2 separate regions of the Triticum aestivum genome follow, and region 1 is linked to region 2. Evidence: chromatin contacts called from public Hi-C data. All regions are on one chromosome and are shown on one strand. The core of a region is the stretch at or near the end of the contact, and the rest is flanking DNA. Distances in the headings are between cores, read along the strand shown.

The links. Hi-C and Micro-C count contacts between places; a contact is called where the count stands out from the background.
Region 1: a contact with region 2 is called in a Hi-C map of leaf, with 4 times the contacts expected there. The contact joins the enhancer-like site here to the promoter of LOC123096004 in region 2. A contact is called at or near these places in 2 of 5 Hi-C or Micro-C datasets (both in leaf).

The regions. Positions count from the first base shown.
Region 1 is chr4D:38,432,813-38,438,703 of IWGSC CS RefSeq v2.1, reverse strand. No RefSeq gene overlaps it. Among protein-coding and RNA genes, the nearest start is that of LOC123096010, 79 kb to the left of the region's middle. Within about 2 kb of position 3,488, at least 7 of the 8 cell types and tissues checked have an H3K27ac peak or open chromatin away from gene starts, as enhancers often do. A contact at or near this core is called in leaf, where this site is marked.
Region 2 is chr4D:37,646,943-37,652,588 of IWGSC CS RefSeq v2.1, reverse strand. It overlaps LOC123096004 (cathepsin B-like protease 2), which reads left to right and starts at 2,414. Exons shown (of 11, transcript XM_044517584.1): 1 at 2,414-2,597; 2 at 3,111-3,151; 3 at 3,243-3,323; 4 at 3,422-3,578; 5 at 3,725-3,729; 6 at 3,831-3,905; 7 at 4,008-4,133; 8 at 4,933-5,151; 9 at 5,370-5,483; 10 at 5,567-5,602. The coding sequence starts at 2,525.

The DNA of each region.
Region 1 (5,891 bases), core at 2,239-4,738, 790 kb before region 2:
GAACTCTTCGGTGTCATTTGATTTGACTACCTTATCCCCGTCTTGCCAGGATACAGATGGTTTAAAAAGTCGTTCCAGGAAGGTGTTTTCCGGAACTTTGTCGCGTTTAGCGCCCATTCTGGTAAGGATATCTGCAGCTTGATTCCTATCCTTGGGATATGGTGAAATTCTAGCCCCTCAAGTCGGGCTGAAAATGTTAAGACGATGTTTCAGTATGCCGTAATCCTCGGGTCCTTTGTGTGGAATTCTCCATTTTACTTTCTGAGGTGCAGTTTTATTTATAAGAAGATGGCATTTCTTATTATAAGAGGGATGGCATTTTTATTATAAGAAGATATCATTTCTCATTATAAGAGGATGCCATTTTTATTATTAGATGATGGCAATTTTATTTTGTAAGAGAAAGCCATTTTTTATAATATTTTTTATGATGGCATTTTTATTATTTAAGATGATGGTATTTTTATTGTAAGAGGATGACATTTTTTGCTTATAGGATAAGAGGATGTCATTTTTATATTTTATATGAGCATGCTGTTTTTTATAATAGGATGGCATTTTTATTTTTGTGAGGATAGCATTTTTATTAGAGGATGACAGTATTATTATAAGAGGATGGAATTTTTTATTTGTAAGATAAGAGGATGGTAATTTTATTATTAGAGGATAGCAGTTTTATTTATAAGAGCATGGCATTATTTTATTTTATAATAGGATTGAAATTTTTATTATCGTGAGGATGGCATTTTTATTAATTTAAGAGGGACAACATTTTTAATATTGAGAGGTGGCATTTTCTTTTACTGCCATTTGTAATACTAGCATGGTAGTTTTATAAAGTCTCATGGCAATTTTCAGTTTCATATCACGGCTCATAATTTCTTTTTTCTCTGTTTATATAATAAGAAAATATTTATTTATATGGCATTTATAAAAAATGCAGTAAACTGGGCCTCCGGCCCGACGGAGGTTCGCCGCGCGGTCTCCTCTGGGTGGCCGAATTGTTCGCTGGGAGCTGCTCCCCTGACGAACGAAAACGTTGGTTTGAGAGCAGCTCCCTATGAAAGGATCGCCAGTTATTGGTGTCTCTCTTCTTTCTTTTTTTTTGCGAGAAAAAAAAGTCGTACAGGTGATATATTTTGCTCATTATTTTTCCACGCCTCCAATCACGCTTGTCACGCGAGAGTGACAGGTAGTCCCGGACAAGCCAGCACTTTCGCCATTGTCCTTCTTTCGATGAATCTACTCCCGAGGAAAGTAGCATGAAGCTGTCCGCACCAGGGTCAACGAAGGACGAAAGTGATACCATTGTTAGCTGTACCTTGATATGACCTAATACTCCCACAATGCTATTAATCTAAGCTAGGTTGGAACGAGGTGCACCAAAAGGATGGCAGTTTCCATTTGCTTAAAAGAGAGATGATAACATCATTTTCACCAGTAAAAAACATTACTACTATGAAACTGCCAACTCCACATGCACTTGAAGGCTGGCAACATATTGGGAGATCAAACAGCATATGCATGCACAAGTAACGAAGCCAAATTTGGCAGACGTCGGTCTTCCAGATCATCCAGCACCATCTGCTAGTAGGCATCATCTTGATTACATCTACTGGTACTTATATATATCTACATTTTGTAAGCCTTCTTAGCCCTTGTCGATCGATCACTACGTCCTAATCAGCGAATCTAATCGCACCCCACGAACGGATCAAAGGCGGCTTTTCTCCACTAGTGCGCGGCACAACACACGACATAACTGACCCATAAACCCGCCTTTTCCTGCATGCATATATACCGGTCCTCGATCTGCAGCTGCAAATTAAAGAGGGAAAAAAGGGAAGATAAACTGATCGAGAGATCGCTGCGTGATCACGAGCCGTTATGGTTTTCTCCTTTGCGTCTTTCGCTCTCTAGATTCTCCGGGTTTTTTAATTGGCTCTTTTGATATCTCTATCTATCTTTAATCCTTTGCATATACACCACATTTTTGTATGATCCGTCGACGTGGGCGTGTGTAGTGCGCCCAATGATGAGTTACTTCCTTCTCCTCGCAGGAGGCTCTGATTGGAGAAACCCTTCTTTGCAAAGAAAGGGGCAGGCCGGTCCCTGCATGCGTACTACGTCGGTGCACTTGCCAATTAAACAAGGCCGGATCGTATCGTGTCGTACCGAGCGTTATGGGGCAGCATGCCCCATATAGGCAATGGCGCTCCGCCTGAGAACGAACAACCACACATGATCGAATGGATACTTGGTTGCTTATTAATCGGAGCTGGATCGGTCGATTCCCGTACGTACTGAGCGATGGCGACTGTGCTTGGATATGTCCGTGTGCCTGAGCGAATGTGCGTGCTTCTCAAGATTTTCAGGCACATGGCACACGATGTGACGGCCGGGGCCGGGGATGGGGAGCGAAATTGACGGTTTCTTCTTCAGGTTAGATATTCAGGGTGCAGGTGCGGCTCTAGACCACAAGCTCATGGTGTGTCACTGTTTCTCTTCTTCTTGTTCATAATTTCGTTGGGTCGACTGATCGATCTGGTGCACCTGAACAATCTGGACAGACAAGTTTGTCAACGTAATCAATACGAGCGAGCGATTATTCGATCGACACTCTGGAAGAAGGGTGATCAGTTTTGTACCAGTGGCAATTCTTGGTTTGCAGAAGAATTTAGATGCCTGCAATAACTCCAAGCGCTCGATAGCTAGATATTTGTTATCCATTGCGATTTTTTCCTGATCCATAGCAGTCCTAATACATTCAGTCAGTTCCACACACAAAAAATACAGTCAGACAGTGTTAAAAATCAAGTGTGAGAAGCTAAGCTGGGGCCCGATCTGGGGAGAGGAGCGCAGGGGTCGATGGAAAGCGAAAACTAAGGCATGAACTACAACATGTAAAGTAGAGCTCTGAATGGTCAATTCTTGCTTGTTGGAGTAGGGCAGATGAGACATGTATACCAGATAGTCAGATGCTAGCACCACGAGTGCGGTGTGGTGTGGGCACCATAGGCCCATAGCTAGCTAGCTAGCCAGCATTATCAAGAGGGCGGCGGCCCACACAGTTTGCCGCATCCGAGCTGATCTGAGCAACCGGATGAGATGAGCCCCCACAGCGCCCTCAATCACTGTGGTGTGGTGTGGTGATTATATCTATGATATGGCCATGGCACCTGGCGGCATGCCCAACATCTTTCTCCAGTTAGTCACTTTCTTCCTCAGAGTCAAGTCAGTAGTGCTACTACACTCATTCAGTAGCCACCCAGCCCTTTTAAGACACTAGGGCTACATGCCCCTCCTGGCTGGTCTTTTGCTTGCTTGCATGCATTGCATGGCCCATTGGCCCCCCGGCCCACATTCCCATTATTCCCATTTCTTCACCTCCTTTTAACTCCTCTCCTCTCCCACACACACACACACATAGAGAGACACATGCCGCATATACACATCTCGCTGTCACTCTCTTCTCTCTCTCGCCTGTGCGGTGCCACAGGGGAAAACAGAGGAGAGTACTAAAGATAAGAAAGCGATGTGTGTGTAGAGAGGGAGAGGGAAGGGGAAGGCGAAGGGGAATCACGTACGTACACACCACCGGTGCAACAACTTGCCGCCGTGGTAGGCCAGCCGGGCAGGCCCATAACGGCACTGGTCATAATAAATTATTAAAGCCGACAGCGCCTCGCTGCGATTGGGCATCCCGTCGACGTGGGCCGCTCTGCCGCCATGCATATGCATGCACTCCCCGCAGCCCGCACCGCACCCACATATCTTATTTTTCCTTTAACATGTGGGAGCTAGCTTAGATGTTTTCTGTATACACAACTCTTCTTCGTGCACATGCAACACTACAATCGTATTTTATGGGTTGCGGCGGCTGCAGCTACGATTTTGTTGATTTGAGCCCCCGACAATATGGGCTAATTATGCGAGAAATTAAGTGGATGGACCATGCTCGTGCACGTAATTGATGAAGAATAGGGAGGGTACCGTCCGGCCGAGCGTATTTAAGTGCGTTCGTTTCCCATCAAAATCCATCTCCTCTTTGGCGTAGTAGTACGAACGAACAATAGTAAGAGGTTTGGTTAAGGAGGAATTGGGTGGGATGGATGGAAGGCCAGAGGGGCTTGTCACAGGAGATCTCCCAACTTGTTGTTGCGATTCTGGTTGGTTCACCGGGTCGGACTCGGGGACCAGCGAGCAGCTAGCCGGGCCGGGTGTGTGTGTGTGTGTGTGTGTAGCTTGGAGTTGAGGGTATCTGGTCCCGCCCCGACCCAAAGAGATGGACAACTGCTTTGAGCTGTGCGGCCAAGCCGAACGCCGTGGGGGGCCGAGCCGGCCGGCCCCGACGTGCCAAATGCCCAGGCCACCACCACCCAACAATATACTCCTACGTTTCTATACCACACCACCTATATAATATCTGTACGCAATTATGCGTATATATACACGTAGCGTGCATGTGCCAAAATAAATACAGCTGGTGGTTGCGTCGCGCTTGTTTTCCCTCTGGGCTGGCTCTCGGGCAGTGGGCCTGGAACGAAGTGGCGCGTGTGGGCCTCCTTTGGCAGCTCTCCGGCGGCATCCGATGCAGGCCCATCATCCACTTCCTTTGCAGCATTCAGTAAGTAATTCCTCTACACCTGACAAAAAAAAACTACACAGTCAGAGGGATCATCTACGGTGTAGCCGAAGACTGAACGAAGAAGTACAGAGTCTAGAGGGAGGGATATCTATCTCTACAAACATCGCAAAAGTTCAGGTGTGGCGAGCAGACCCGGGATGTGGCACTGGCCGGCGGCTCCTTCTTCTTCTTCTTTTGACATGCATGAAATGAATGGCCAATGATGAATGATACGATGCTGCAGTTCCTCACGGGAAATTTACCGGATCGGGGGCATTCGTCTGCGAATGAGCGGTTTTCGAGGGAGGATGGCGCAGCGCGTGGGATTTCGCGCTGTCAGCGACGCAGAGGAATCTGTTTGCCGCTACGTTCTGTAGGGTGCCGGGTGCGTACGTACGTAGCCCGGCCCTGGCAAAACAAAGGGGATGCACAGCACGCGGCAGCAGGCGCCGTGCAGGGGCAGAGGCCGGGCCTGGGTTCACGTTGTCTAGGTACGTAGCCTTTCCGTCCACATGCCTGCCGCTGCGTGAATGATGGGCCGATGATGATCCGGCCGGCCAAAGGATCCGCCTGGCTGCGCGCTGCAGCGCGCTCTCTGCATGCCTGCGCCCGCTGAGCGCCACTGGCGCCGGAGAACTTTTTTGAAATTGAGGCGGCCCAGCCCTGCCCTGCCCTGCCGTGCCGCGTGCGGCGAGCGAGCGGTGGATCCAAGGCGCGCTCTGCCGGCGCTGTACGACGCGCCTGCGCGCGCCGGCGTGGATCGAGCCGCCGGCTAGCTGGCTGGGGCAAAGGGAATGCGCCGTTTCCGAGGCGGGCGAGCTGTCGAGCTATCCCTGGGGGCTGCGCCGACTGACCGACCGGGCGGTTGCGCGCGCTGATCGCTTGGTCGTCGTCCGTATGCGAGGATCGGATGGAGCAGCTGTCTCATTCGGGCGGCAGTGGAGCTAGCCCCGCTGTCGTTTACCGCTTTTGTCCCTAGCCTTCACGCGGTACGTAGCCTGGTACCGCGGCGTTGGAGTCTGTGCAAGGAAATGTTGATCTGCTATGGTGAGAGAGACGGATGGCAGGAAGGCGGTCGAGCCAAAGAAAGGGTGCCCCGGTCGAGCGATCATTTTCTTGCCTAGAGCTTGGTCGTGGACTGATCGTGGAATTATCTTAGGTTCAAAATGAGGATTGATTATAACCTTTCCTTCATCTTTTTTGGCAGACAGAAGGTTCAATTACTTCAGTTCTTTTGACATTTGGGAAGCACTACGTAATAAAC
Region 2 (5,646 bases), core at 1,165-3,664:
GAGAGAGAATAAAGCTGATATACTACTACGTTTTAATCAGCAAGCCGTTGATTGTGGCGTGGCAGCACCCGCGCCGTTGCCGGATGACGATGTCGCACGCTACGCTGCCTTGCAGAGTGAATAGCATAAAACTACCACAATTCGCGTTAGGGTTCTAAAAAACTATCAAATTTTTGTTTGTGACTGATAATTATCAGAATCGTCGTCGGTTGTTTCAAAAAACCCAAATCGTCCATTGCTAAGAAACTAAGCCGCTTTATAAGAGGTCGGGCCCGCACCTAAACAAGCCGTCTGTTTGACTGTTTGTTTGACCGTTAACTGACATGTGGGGCCCACATGTCAGTGTCTCATTTACAAACAACTCTTAAATCCCCTTGTACTTAAAGCAATCAGGTCCCTGAGGTGAGGCCGCGCCCACCCTGAGGAACAGCGCCGGCCAGGTTGCTGGAACGGGCGGCGCAGGGAGCAACTCGATGCGCCGGTCCATGGCGACGTAGCCTCGAGGTGGTGGCGGTGTGGCCGGCCTCAGTGCGGAGGCGGGCCTCCACATGGGCGACGGGATCGATCCATGGCGGCGCCGGCAGGTGGTGGCGGTGTGGCCGGCCTCGCCGCGAAGGCGGGCAGCGGAGGTAGCCGGCCTCGCCGCGGAGACGGGCAGCGGAGGTCGCCGGCCTCTCTGCGGAGGCGGGCATCGGAGGTGGGCAGTGCGCCCCTCCATGGCACGTGGCGGCGCGGCTCTTGCCGGAGCATGGCCTCCCGCACGACGGTGGAGCGCCGGCCCCGCTGGTCTCAGGCGGCGCGGCCTGTGCCTGATCTGGCCGGTCCCGCAGGTCTCCGGCGTTGACTTGGCACGCGGCGGCGACATGGCCAAGGAGGCGCGCGGCGGCGGCATGGCCGACGGGATTTTCTGGCCCAAATTGCTTTTTCAAAATGATTGAGGGACTCGATTGCTTTTTAAAAATGTTTATAGGGGTTATTCTGTAAAAATAAGGGCATATTTTTAAATATGTAAAAGAACCAAGGGGTTCAAGAAAAAATTTACATGCGAATTTTTTTGAAGGGACACTGACATGTGGGCCCCACATATCAGTTAACGGTCAACACAAACAGTCAAACGGACGGCTTGTTTAGGTGCGGGCCCGACCTGTCATAAACCGGCTTAGTTTCTTAGCAGCGGTTGATTTGGGTTTTTTGAAACAGCCGACATCGATTCTGGTAGTTATTAGTCACGAACAAAAATTTGGTAGTTTTTTGGAACCCTAACGCGAATTGTGGTAGTTTTATACTATTCACTCTGCCTTGCACGAGGGCACGCCATGCCATGTTCTCGTCGAACGAGGCCTATGATGCGTCCCGATGCTCGGCGCCAACGGAGGGGTTGCGCGTCCGCCTTCGCGTTCAGACGCCATACATATCGCACCGCCTCCGGCGAGGCAGCGACGGCTGCCCTAGCGCCGGATCCATGCATCATTTGGGCGGACGCAATGGATTTCCAACGGAAGGAGTCCGAGCGCTGCCGTGCACGGGCCTCCTCCCGGGAGCGGCGGAGCGCAAGCCGGATGGCCATCTTGCTCCTCTGGGCCGCGTGGGATGAGCTCGGGGTCGACGGATCTGGAGGTGAAGGACTCGGATCCGCTGCCCGTCGTGCCGGAGACGGTCGGACGGCGCTGGAGATGAGCTTGGGTGGCGGAGGGGGGCAAAGGGGAGTGGAGTGAAGTGGATAGGGTTTGGTCCGGCGAGTGGATGGGAAGGAATATATGTGGGGTCGAGTGGGCCAGTGTGGGCCGGGTCCGACGTGATGGACGTGCCCGGCCCGCCCGAACGCCCTCTTATCCGCCCCATATTTAGGTTCGATATGAGAGGTGCCAGTCAGCCCGGGCGTTTGGGGTCCGTTTGAGGTGCTCGACTGGGTTGAAATTTCGTGACCAGTCAGTGACCGAGTGGGCCGCCTGGGTGTTTGAGGAGGGTTTGGGTGCCCGAGCTGCTTTCACATCACTGCATGATTGTGCACAGGGAAAACATGAAATTCTTCAAGGTTGGAGTGTGGGAATTTTCCTTTGAAATCTAGTATGAACAAATGAAACGAGTCTTAAGAAGAAAAACATGACCCTACAAACCAAAGAACACGCACAGGGAAAAAATCATAAGAATTAGAATCCTCTAAAACTCTCCTGTAAATCATTTTCAACCAAAGAGACCCCGAAGCAACAGCAACGCAGATAAAGCTGATGATATACTCTCGCAAAATAGAGAGAGAGAGAGAATAAAGCTGATATATACTAGTACTACGTTTTAAACAGCAAGCCGTTGATTCTGGCGTGGCAGCACCCGCGCCGTTGCCGGATGCTGACGCCGCACGCCACGCAGCGAGATTGGCCAGGAACGGAAAGGGACCGCGCGCGTCATCTCCGTCCAATAAAAAAGGCTGCGTGGGCGAAGAGGAGAATCAAAGCGACTCTCCTGACAGCAGCAGCTAGCCAGCTACTCCTGCTTTGCTTTGCTTCCCCGTCGAGGAAGAAGGAAGATGGGGGGGCGCGGGCGTCTCCCTTGCGCTGCTCGCCGCCGTCGTCCTCTCCGCCGTCGCTGCTGCCCCGCAGGTTCGCTTCTTCTCCCCCGATCGATCCCGTCGCCGCTCGAGTCAACTCTCACAGATCCGGTCTGGTTCGTTACCAAACTTGCGGAGATTAGCAATTTAGCAGGGTACGGTTTTCCGTTTAGGGAAACTTTGAGGATCGCAAGCTTAATGGGCCCCGACCGTCCTCGCCGGGAGGACCCGCAGCGGAGGGGCCTCCCGCGCCGTGCTGTTGGAGCTCGATGGCGAGCCAGCTTAGGCCACGCCTTTCCCTGATAAGCTTATGCCAACACTGAAACTGAAAGTAGAATAGAGTAGCTCTGAAACAAAATTCTGTTTTTGTGTGTGCGCGTAAGAACAAAAACCTGATCCTAGCAAGTAACATCGAATGGATAGGATCACGATGTTACGCAGTTAGCCAAATCACATACTCCCTCCTATCCAAATTATACTAAAGTTGTACTAGAGCTGCGACAATTAATTTGGATAGGAGGTAGTAGTACATATTTGCTTGACATCTCTATGTCCATGCAGCTAGTCGGAGCAGCCAAGGCAGAGCATTCCCTAGGAATCATCCAGGTGACTTTTAGTCCCACTCAAATTGACACCATCTCTAAATCTATTGTTTGTATTACTCTTCATGATATGGTGTTGTATTGTACTGTCGCAGAAAGACATCATTCAGACGGTCAACAAGCATCCCAATGCCGGGTGGACGGCTGGACACAACCCCTACTTCGCAAACTACACTGTAAAACTAAACAGCAATGCCCTCCTGTTGTTGTCACCAAGGCAACATTTTTTTTTCTTCCTTGTATTCTGACCTGAAAATCACCCTCTTCCATGCAGATTGAGCAATTCAAGCATATCCTGGGAGTGAAGCCAACGCCTCCGGGTTTGCTCGCTGGTGTTCCGATCAAAACCCATCCAGAATCAGTGGGTCTCCCCAAGGAGTTTGACGCTAGAACTCAATGGTCCAGTTGCAGCACAATTGGGAACATACTTGGTAAGTTCAACAAGATAACCCAATGTTGACCCACTTTCAAGTTTCATCCAGAAATTGGTTACCTGCATCCTTTTGATTACTTTGACTCACTCCATTTCCTCTCCACCTTTCCAATACACTGGAAAAACGCGGAATCTCATGAGCAGATCAAGTAAGAATATTCACACTACCTTAAATTGTTAGCTCCATGAATGCTTACTGAATCATGCAAGGTGCTCAAGGTATTATGTATGTATTGGTTAACAATGGCAGGGTCACTGTGGTGCCTGTTGGGCCTTTGCTGCCGTGGAAGCTCTCCAGGATCGTTTCTGTATTCATCTCAACATGGTGAGTGCATATGAACGATGTATCTGCTCTCAAACTACTTTCAAACAGGCACGTTTGGTCCTTATCCTTACATAACCAAGTTGCTGTTTGTACTCCTTGCAGAGCGTCACACTTTCGGTCAATGACCTACTGGCTTGCTGTGGTTTTCTATGTGGTAGCGGTTGTAATGGAGGATATCCTATCAGCGCATGGCGCTACTTCCGTCGCAGTGGCGTCGTCACTGAGGAGGTATATATGATACTTTTCCACTTTGTACCACTTGAATGTTCCGATCCTCCAAGAGCGATAAGTTTCTGTTATCTAATAAAATGGTTGGTGTGTGGAATATGTCAAACATTGCAATGTAAACTCAACGTCTCGGCAGTTGTTAATGCGAGATATACTGAAATTCTTCTGTAAATCTTACAGTTGAATTAGTGCATAGATGCTATGTGGTGCGAAATTCTAACAGTGTATATTTGAATCAAAACATAAGGCCATAAGGGAGTTACTTCCTCTGTGCACTATTATAAGATGATGTATGTAGACATGCTTTAGTGTGTTTTTTCACTCATTTCAGTCTGTATGTAGTCCATATTGAAATATCCAAAACATCTTATAATAGTGGACGGAGGGAGTAGTAGTTAGTACGAGCATATTGTATTCTACAGTTTTACTGATTATATAAATTCATCCCAAGTTGCTTTGAGAAAAAAAAATACAAGTGTCTTTGTTTAAAGCTTAGGAAAATTCTTGCAGCAATGCAGCTTACCACGAAACATAAAATACATGAACCATTGTCGAAATTTCCATTGTTCTTCATGAAAATTGATCCGATGCACATATATGGCTTCTCTTTCCTGGCCTACAATGGCCGAAAGTTAGATCATGTCCATCCTTGGCGGCTGCTTTGTTAGCTTCATCATTTTGGGTTTTCTCCTGTTTCATATTAATGTATATTTACTTAAGTAGCGCTTTCCCCTGTTTGCTGTATAAAATTCTGCTTGGCATACCACTTACCCGGAAAAGAAAAACCACTCTTTGGCAGTGCGATCCATACTTCGATCAGACTGGTTGCCAGCATCCTGGATGCGAGCCAGCTTATCCTACACCAAAATGTCAAAGGAAATGCAAGGTGGAGAACCAAGTGTGGAAGGAAAATAAGCATTTCAGTGTTAACGCGTACAGAGTACATTCCAATCCCCATGATATCATGGCAGAGGTCTACAAAAATGGCCCTGTAGAAGTTGCTTTCACCGTTTATGAGGTAAACTTTTAGTATTTTTCCTATTTCTGAGTTTTAACCCAAGGTTCTAAAAAATGCTATTTAGCAGAAGTCGTGGCGGACCATGGGTTGCAGTTACTGCTCTAAATTATTAGCAAAACCTTAGAAACAACTAACGTAGGCACTCTAGTGAGAAATGAAACATGCAATAATGTTTCTTATTTCTCGGGTTGCTGATTTAGTACTGCCAAATTGTGAAGGACTTCGCACACTACAAGTCAGGAGTGTACAAGCACATCACAGGTGGCGTGATGGGAGGTCACGCCGTCAAGTTGATCGGTTGGGGAACCAGTGATGCTGGCGAGGATTACTGGGTATCTTGTTGATTCCCCATATCACACTATTTGTTAACCAATGATCAAGTCCTGATATGTTTTCTTTGTGTTCTGCTTTTCAGCTTCTTGCAAATCAGTGGAACAGAGGCTGGGGTGATGTAAGTTTGCGACAAATTCCTCGCATTATTAAAGTATACCAGTG